Regions from separate parts of the Mus musculus genome. Here all the other regions are linked to region 3. Evidence: chromatin contacts called from public Hi-C data. All regions are on one chromosome and are shown on one strand. The core of a region is the stretch at or near the end of the contact, and the rest is flanking DNA. Distances in the headings are between cores, read along the strand shown.

Evidence for each region. A called contact is a pair of places that touch in the nucleus more often than the background predicts.
Region 1: a contact with region 3 is called in a Hi-C map of nephron progenitors, with 2.0 times the contacts expected there. The contact joins two enhancer-like sites. A contact is called at or near these places in 1 of 15 datasets of contacts at CTCF or cohesin (the NIH/3T3 cell line), 12 of 484 Hi-C or Micro-C datasets (the AML12 cell line, bone marrow-derived macrophages, cerebral cortex and 4 more), 1 of 115 datasets of contacts at active chromatin or transcription factors (astrocytes) and 1 of 9 other capture datasets (embryonic stem cells).
Region 2: a Hi-C map of extraembryonic endoderm stem cells shows a contact between it and region 3, with 1.9 times the contacts expected there. The contact joins two enhancer-like sites. A contact is called at or near these places in 3 of 484 Hi-C or Micro-C datasets (adipose-derived mesenchymal stem cells, cerebral cortex and extraembryonic endoderm stem cells) and 1 of 115 datasets of contacts at active chromatin or transcription factors (T-cell acute lymphoblastic leukemia).

What each region holds. Positions count from the first base shown.
Region 1 is chr13:111,209,804-111,212,581 of GRCm38.p6, forward strand. It overlaps 3110015C05Rik (RIKEN cDNA 3110015C05 gene), which reads right to left. Exons shown (of 3, transcript NR_045908.1): 3 at 1,666-2,021. Among named protein-coding and RNA genes, the nearest start is that of 3110015C05Rik, 18 kb to the right of the region's middle. Within about 2 kb of position 1,303, at least 35 of the 459 cell types and tissues checked have an H3K27ac peak or open chromatin away from gene starts, as enhancers often do. A contact at or near this core is called in nephron progenitors and neural progenitor cells, where this site is marked.
Region 2 is chr13:111,124,558-111,127,396 of GRCm38.p6, forward strand. No RefSeq gene overlaps it. Among named protein-coding and RNA genes, the nearest start is that of 3110015C05Rik, 100 kb to the right of the region's middle. Within about 2 kb of position 1,549, at least 1 of the 459 cell types and tissues checked has an H3K27ac peak or open chromatin away from gene starts, as enhancers often do. A contact at or near this core is called in extraembryonic endoderm stem cells, where this site is marked.
Region 3 is chr13:110,965,980-110,969,075 of GRCm38.p6, forward strand. No RefSeq gene overlaps it. Among named protein-coding and RNA genes, the nearest start is that of 4930526H09Rik, 64 kb to the left of the region's middle. Within about 2 kb of position 1,417, at least 131 of the 459 cell types and tissues checked have an H3K27ac peak or open chromatin away from gene starts, as enhancers often do. A contact at or near this core is called in extraembryonic endoderm stem cells, nephron progenitors and neural progenitor cells, where this site is marked.

The DNA of each region.
Region 1 (2,778 bases), core at 53-2,552, 240 kb after region 3:
AAAAAAGGCAGAAAGGGGACCCAAAGCAAATCCAAAGCTGTAAGACTTTGCTACCCTAGGTCCACCACTCACTACTCATCTACATTTGCCCAAGGCTGGTCTTGAACTTACAAACAACTTATATGAATAGCTGAGACTGCAATACCACACTTGCCTTGGTTTTGTTTTCAAAGTTTCTAATTGACATTTGCTTTTTTGTCTTGATATACACGTGTAGACCTCTTATGGAAGAACACCTCTCCACAAGCTCTGCATATATGGTTTTCTGTGAATTGTGCTGGACACAGCCCGCTGACATGTTATAGACAAACTACTGAGCTTGTTAGGGAAAGAGTAGAGAGGGCATAATAAATGGCCTACAGTGGGCTCTAAATGAGCCCAAGCTTCTGTTGCAGTTCAATACTAATGCATAATGGAAGTGAAGTCATACCGATTTGTCCAACTTATGAGACTTTTTATGAGTTAAGGAAAGTAGGAAGTGGAAACAACACCAGTGCTTCCTGAGAAGACATGGGGGGGGGGGGGAGGATCTAGTTAGTGGCTCTTTTCTTTTTCCCCTGTGTAGTCCAGCCTGTTATAAAACTACAAGTTCTCTTGCATCAGGCTCCTGAATGCTGAGAGTACAGGTTTGTTCAATATACCCAGCGATGGTGAGTTGAACTTCATGGGACATAGAACAAATGAAAATGTTCTGTGCCTGGATTTACCCAAGTGAACATGTGAGTGAGATGAACATAGTAGACTAGGCCTGCTGTTCCAGAACATAGGAGCTCAGGTAGGAGGCTCATGAGTTTAAGGCTAGCTTGGACCACAAAGCAAGACCCTGTCTCAAAAGCACCAAAGATGAATGAATGAATTAAATGTACAGATGAGATCTAGGTGAGACCTGGATGTCTCTTTCTTGCTGCTGTGGCTGCGAGCCTTATTCAAGTCTGCAGTGTGCCTTTCTTCTTCAACCAGGCTGCCTTCCTCCCTTACCACAGATGCTGAGACCTTGAACAAAAACACAGGCAAGCCGGAGCTCTGTGAATGCTGGAGGAACTGGAAACAGAGCAGTAATGGGCTTTCGAGGAGGGGGCCCTGTCTTCCTCCCTCCCTTCCCAACAAAATCCCTCACAGGGAAATCCCCTTTCCATTAAATTAAAACCAGAAATGGTAGAGCTTACATTTTAAAACATCAAACCATTGTCTTCGGTTTCTGTGAAATAGGATATATCACTTTCAAACGCTCCAGGAACTTCCCCAGCTGGTTCAGCTCCTTCAAGCTCAGAGGTTTTGCGGCAATGGCTGGCTCCCATCCCAGCACGGAAAATGACAAAAGCCCATTTTGAAGGTGGGTTACCACGATGATGTATGGCCTCTGGAGAGTTGCAGGGAGAGAACAGAAAGGAACCTGTGGGATTCCCCAAGCAGGGTGGGTTTGGAGTGCAGACCTGGAACTTTTTTTATTTCCTAGTACAAAGGCAGGGCCCAGAGGAGGAGCTGTCTAGTTCTCAGGAAGCTGGAGTGACAAGCCTGCTGGAGACTTAGCCAGAGACAGCTCCCTGGGCTGCACTGTGTGGAGGAAGGAAAAACCACCCCTTTGTCTAGACAAATTGTTGCTGCTCTCCTTATGTGCAGCTTCTTGTGCCACCCTTGAAGAAATCTCTGGAAACAACAGAAGGAGAAATACCATATCTTTTACTTCTCTCAAATAAGAAAAGAACTGATCTCTTTGTCCAAAGATACTCCCAAGCCTTCCTTGCCCTTTCCAAACAAGGGAAAATACAGCTTAGCCTCCGCTGCTATTCTTGCTCCTGTGTCTGCCTGACGCCTTGAGCCTTGGTGGCTGTCTAGACTTAGGAGTCTTGCTTTCCATGGATTTCTTCTTAACTTTACGTTCCCAGCATCCACCATGAAAGGTCGCCCAGAGACAGGAGAGAAGGAGGAAGGTTGGTTTTCATCATCTTATTTCATGAGCGCTGAGTCAATCAGAGCTTCCCCCGTGGATTGCCTTCGAGGTCAGACTGCATAGAAACGCACTGACGAGGATGAGAAAGGGAAAAGTCATTAAAACTGACTTAAGACAAAGAAATGTTCCAAAACTTGACAAAGTACTCTCCCTCTAAGACTCCGTAATGACCAGGTGCCATCTTTCAGCATGTTCTGAGAAGTCTAATTTTTATAAGAACCCTGCTTAGTCAGGAAGAATCTACAAAGTCCATTTCCCATCACCCCTTGGTCTTCCACCATTAGTATCTTATTACCCTGGCATGCCTTTGACAAAAAGCATAAGCTGATTTAGCCAGAGACACCCCCCCCCAAGTCCCAGTATTTCCTCCTAGAAATTCCCCATCAATTACACCCACCTTGCCCCTTGGCTATGACTCCCCGCTAGCACAAGATGGATCCAGAATTGAGAGCAGCTAAGAGAGATCTCTTTTCATTTACCACAGTCCTAAACGAAAAAATATATTGACTGCTCCACTCCCCAGACAAGCTTACTCCTGCCATAAGAATTGTGCCTAGGAAACTGAACTAATCAATGGATGGCCAAGGCCGTGTGTCTATTCACAGCATAGAAGGAAGCTTGTCAAGAATGGATGGATTTCAAAGACCCAGCACCGAGAAGGTTTTGTGAACTGAGAATGTTGACTAACATTTGGTCAACCAGTAAGAAACAACCACAGGATTCCTGACACTGGATCTAACATCGATGCTGTGAGATATGAGTATGTGTGCGGTAATGAGCCTCAGAACCAGGAGCCACCCAAGTTCTGATGTCCTCCAAGTTCTCTA
Region 2 (2,839 bases), core at 299-2,798, 160 kb after region 3:
TGTCAGAAATAATTCTTCCAAAGTTCCACTGATATCCTATCTTAACATTTAGCTACCTCTCCCAACCAGAAAATGGCCCTGATTCATGCCCAAACTAGAAAGCAAGGATCAGAAACACAAATGTTAGTTTCAGGCAGACGGGCTAAAACCATCTTAACCCATGAGTTATTATATTACATAAAGAAGTTTGGCAACTTGCTTGACGTGCTGGTCTTCCGGTTCCTAATTCATAAAATAAGAAAGGACCAACTTGTCTATTCTTTGTGAGGTAGCAAACTTATGAAACATAGCATATGATAATACAGTGGTAGTCAATAGACTACAACAGTTACCAATATTAATTGATATGATAAAATGATAAAATTCCTTCTTTTATATCAACTGAGGCATAAATGAAGTATAACAATGAAGAAATGAAGCAGTTTTCTCACACATGGTAGTAGGAACTTGTATTAGTATCTTAGTATGTACATATTATATATAGCCTTCAGGGTCTCTCTCTCTCTCTCTCTCTCTCTCTCTCTCTCACACACACACACACACACACACACACACACACACACACATAACCCTTTCATGTTGAGCTATGTACCTAATCTTTCATCTTCTATACTTCCAATAGGTGATGCCATTATCAAACTGCATGCAGAAAGGGCATATCTAAAAAACATACCAGCTACCTTCTCTACCACCAGTGACATTTGCTGGATCTCTCTCTCTCTCTCTCTCCCAATTTCTAAGATACATTGAAGGGAACCTGAGTTTCTAAAATCAGCTTTACAGAGAACCAAACTCAAAAGACACTGCCACAACCACTCCAGTGAAGTCTGAGTGACAGGCATAAAAGCTTGGATGCAGTGACAAGGCAAAGAGTTTCATGGAAACTTAGCCTCCTGGAACTTTGGCATTCCCATAGCACGAATGTTCCAAACCTGTCCCTGTTTTAGTCGGGTGTATGGATCTGTGTGCTTTCTTTCAGTATTGTTTTATTATAAGTGCCTTTAAGGATTGATTTTTGACATATACGTAAGTTAGATTAGCCTCTACCAGTGTTCCAATGTCCTAGGCAGTCCTTCAGCCGACCCTGGGCTTGGAATTCAGAAAGAATGTTACTTATTCAGTACCATTCAAAATTATCTCTAGTATTGTAAGAGAGACAGTGAAAGAAATCAGGCATTATAATTTACTTGAATAGAGCTAGAAATCTCAGGGCTAGTCTACATAGTAAATATGTAGAACAATAGCTGAGTCACTCCCATACACAGGAATTTACAATGGCCTAGGAAGAAGGTGGATTATGGTTTTAGGAGGAACTGAAGTATATTATTCATGAAAGGGTTAGTAGAGCAGAATTCCCCTGGTGCATGTTTTTCACTAGGCCCAGAGGAATGGCATAATTAGGAATTTACTAAGGGACCCCTGGTGGTGGGTTTAACAATAGACTAGCTTTACATCAGAGCATTCACCAGGTTCCTGTGTTTAGCTGATCTTAGATAGGGCTGTTCCTATCTCAGCTGTAAACACTGCATGGCTCCCTGCTATCTTTTTATGTATGCATTTTCTTTGTTCTGTATAAAGAGCCATTATGCATCTCGATGTACCTTGACTGTTGTATTCACCTAGCTTTCTTGTTTTGCTTCTGTATTATAAGTCTGGTGCTCACTTTGAGAAATTACATTCAGAAACAAAACTCCCTTGTGTCCCTGCTTGTCACCTTTTCTCAGACTCCCTGCCCACCTATACCAGGACTCTGATTCTCCTGCGGGTGAAAAGACTGACTGAGTCCAGTCTGTAGGAGGACACCTGTCACATTCTTCTTCTCCTGCCTCCCTCAAAGCCTTCCTCTCTGGATCCTAATCCCATTCCTCTCTGGTATGATAGTGATACAATCTGGAATTGAGTCAGTCTAGGGGCTTGGTTGGGCTCCCTGTCATTTTCTCTGTCAGTTAAAAAATTAAAAGGCAGGAAAAACTCTGAAGTGCAACACTAACAGCAGAGAAAGCTCCCAAGCCCAGACAGACTTGGCAGTTAAGAAAGGCAAATATTGGGGAACACACACATGCCACAGACACAAGGAGAAAGAATCCATCACAAAGTACTAGGGTGATTCAGAAAGGTGAAAGAATTCCAGTCTGTTCTCTAGGCTTGGGAAGTTTAAAGCCCCTGAAGAGATTTCCAACCCTACTTTATTTAGGGTTGGTCAGTTTGAAGACAAATAGAATGGTTGATTGGTCAGCAAGTGTTGGGTGGCATGTCCTGATTGGACCTCAAAATTGTTGAGCCAGTCCATCAGGAAGGGGCCTGCTTTTGCCCCAAGCCATATGATTGAGGGGAAAGCTAGCCACTTTGAAAATTCACGACCTTTAGTACCTACCTATGACCCCTCTTTCTATCTGTCTACTGGTCTGTCTAACTCCTAGTCTCTCAATGGGAAAGAAAAAACTTTAGTGGGAGAGCAAAACAATCAGTTATGCTTTCAACTAGAATTGCCAAGCTATAAAGTATAGATGAAGGTGTGTAGGGTGTATGTGTGTGTGTGTGTGTGTGTGTGTGTGTGTGTGTGTGTGTGTGTGTGTGTATTCACATGTGAATGGCTGCATGTGTTCACCAGAGATTAATATCTTTGTCTTCCTCTCTTATTGAGTAAGAGTGTCTTGCTGAGCCCTGATATTCACTAGTCAGCTACTTTAGCTAACCATGTTGCTCCAGGGATGTCATGTCTACCTGGCTTTTACTGGTTCCACAACCCCTTAGACTCAAGGGATCGTTATGTACTTAGATAACCATCCTGTATAAGATCTATCTTTTCAGGAAAAAATTTCCCCAGGAATAGCTTTTC
Region 3 (3,096 bases), core at 167-2,666:
CCACTCCCTATGGCCAAGGATTCAAACACATGAATCTCTGGGACTATACCTAGCCAAACCACCACAACCACAGAAAACATCTTCATGCTGAATAGACAGCTCTAGTTTGGACACTGAGAGGAGGGAAAAGTTGAGTTCCTGGTCACATGTTACAGATGCTCATTTTAAAACATCATAGTAAAAATAAACGTACTCTTAAAGAAGCAAAACATGAAATCTGAGATCATGGATTCGATTACTAATCCTACTTTACATGCTGAGTAAATATAGCAATTCACTCACCTGCCCAAGCACCAGTTTTCTCATTTGATCAACGTGGATAACAATACCTATCTTGCAGGCTACGAACAGGCCGTTCTGGAGATTGCTATCAACCCCTTCTATGTATATATCTCCCTTTTGTCCATCTGGGAAATAAAACATGAAACAATATGTCTGCTGCAGATACTCTTTTCCTAGACCTGATATTAGTGATAACCGTTGCGAACAATTAAAAAAATGTTTTAAAAATTCTTTTAAAAAGAAGAAACATGTTTGCTCTTCCTTAAATGATCTTAGGGTAGGCATCAGCTTTAAAATGAATCTGGAAGTAGTTTACCTTTGGTCCTTTTATGCATACACACACACATGCACACACATGCATACCTACACACACAGGTTTACCTAGAGCCATACAAGAGGCAACAAAGAAAAAAAATCCCAAGAAGGCTCTCCATTTACACAAATGTAAAAGTCAAGGGACAACCTTGTTGAGCCAAAATATTGCACAGTTTTCTGTCATTCTCTCTTGGGTTGCATCTGTGTTAAAAAGATTCTCCCCAAAAGTGGCAAGGGGCACCCTTTCCTGAATTCCCAGCTCTTGTCAGGAATAACAAATTTCTAAAGAACTAAATTAAAAAGAAAGTTCAAAAAGGAAATCTCTCTTCTAGTCTTTCTTATTGCACAGTACAAATGGCTAAGGACTCCAAGGGAGACCACCATAAACTCTGTAGAACAAAGTGTAGTATTTCACTGTGAATTAGCCTGTTAAAAAAAATGTTACAAAGCAGAGCTCATTGTTTTAGGATTTACTGTTCCACACATCCTAAAGATATGATAAGAAACTATGAAGTCAGCACTGTAGCTATTGAGACAGCGAGAGCAGACAAGCTCCATCCAGAAACAAATAGATTTCCTACAGACCTGTGATCTTGCTTATCTAAGAGGAAGGTTTTGTTTGCTTGTCAATCAAGCAGAGCAGATCTTCTGGGCGCGCGGCCACACCTTGGACTGGGGAAGCTCAGGAAGGAAGGAATGTGGGAAGGAAGAGGGGAGAGGCCATTTCCTGATGGGTCAGCTGCTGGCAAGTGTCTGGACCCTGGGAAAGCTGTGGTGTAAGCCTTCCTCTCCTTGGAGAGCAAGCAGAGCAGCAGGAACAATGGTGTGAAACTCTGCCGGTAACTCCCAGGTCACGCCTGGAGCAGCATGGTCCACCGGCAGCAGGTTATGCCTCAACATGTCCTGGACTCTCGGCAGCCTGCTGTTTAAACCTCCCTGTGCAATCCCTCTGCCAACATGAAGCATATTCTCAAGGCAATTTCTCTCCAAGGGAGACAAAGAGCATCTAGCACTGGGTTAACTGAAAAGCCATGGCATGGGAGAAAAGGCCTTCTAAGACTCTCAGACTGCCAATCCCAGAGATCTTGACTGACAGTTCTTATGTTTTAACATCCCAAGTGATCTTTTTATGTTCAGTTTCTGATTAATCTGCAGAGCATCCTCCTGTGTTAGGCTACTCAGGATCTGTAGAATGAGTTAAAAGACACCATTCCCTGCTCCAGGCTTGGTCTCCCCACGCTCTGAAAGGGCTGTGCCAAGGAAACTTACTTCTACTGTTAATGTCTCAGCTAAAAGGTGCTTAATCATTGTAAGAATTTCTTAGCTGGGCGTGGTGGGTACATGCATATAATTCCAACATGTGGGAGGTGGGGGCGGGGCCATCAGGAATTTGAGGTTATCCTGAACAACATAGTGAGTTCATGTCCAACCTAGAATACAAAGTACAAAATCTGAAGAAAAACGAAACAAAACTACAAAAATGAAAACAAGGACCAGCTGGGTTGGTGCAGAGGAAAGCCAAGATAAACCAAGAAAAAAAAAAATAAAACACATCAATTTAAAAATACCTTATTCAATATTCAAGACAAGATTTCCTACTGTTCCTAGTCTAAGAGACTAGTTTAGGGTAATCTCTTTCCCTCCCTTCCTCTTTCACACAGTGTAAGCAGGGCATTTGGCTCCTCCCTAGCACAGTGCAAGCCTCCATGTTCTTTAAATCTGGTACATTCCTGCCCTCTAGAGGACAGAGTTCCAATCACTGCTAGGATCAAACAGTTGCTTTGTGGAGACTGAATTGTCAAATTCATAGCCGTGAAGTACTCTTGGCTCACACAGGCACAACAGCTTTCAAAAAAATAATCTTTCTTCAGGTGATTCCCAGGCATCAAATTTACCTAAAGGTCATTTTTCTTATAAACAGGAGTAGTTCGTTGTTGGTGAAAATGTAATACCATATGGATTTATTTCTCTGTTTTTCCTACACGTGCTTAAATTGGCCAAAACAGTGGCAATGAGCTTAAGCCAATGTCTTTGGAGCTTCTCCCTAATCCTCACCCCTCAGTTCTCAACACAGGAGTCCAAGAGCGCCAGGAAGATCATCCAAAGAAGTCATTCTTCAATCCCTTTAAGCCGATGGGGCTTTGCACTTCCCGGGCAGGATTGAAGCAGCCAGACACATGCTGTCGCCTTCTCCTCCACTAGGAGAACTTCCTAGCAGAGCCAAGAGGGCCAAGTGACGTTCTCCAAGTGACGTTCTCCAGGCCACAGAGTTGGATTGAGGCATATGGTGCAATGGAACCCAAACTGCTGATAATGTTTTTAAGCCTGTGGCATCAGTTTTCTATTCAAAGACCAAGCCAGAGGTTTGCGTTATTTTATTTTTAGTTACATAGACACCAGGCTATTTATCACCAGGGACAGAAGTGAATCTAGCACTGCCCCCTGTGTGGTGGTTTGAATGAAAAGGGCCTCCATAGGTGCAGAGGGAGTGGTACTATT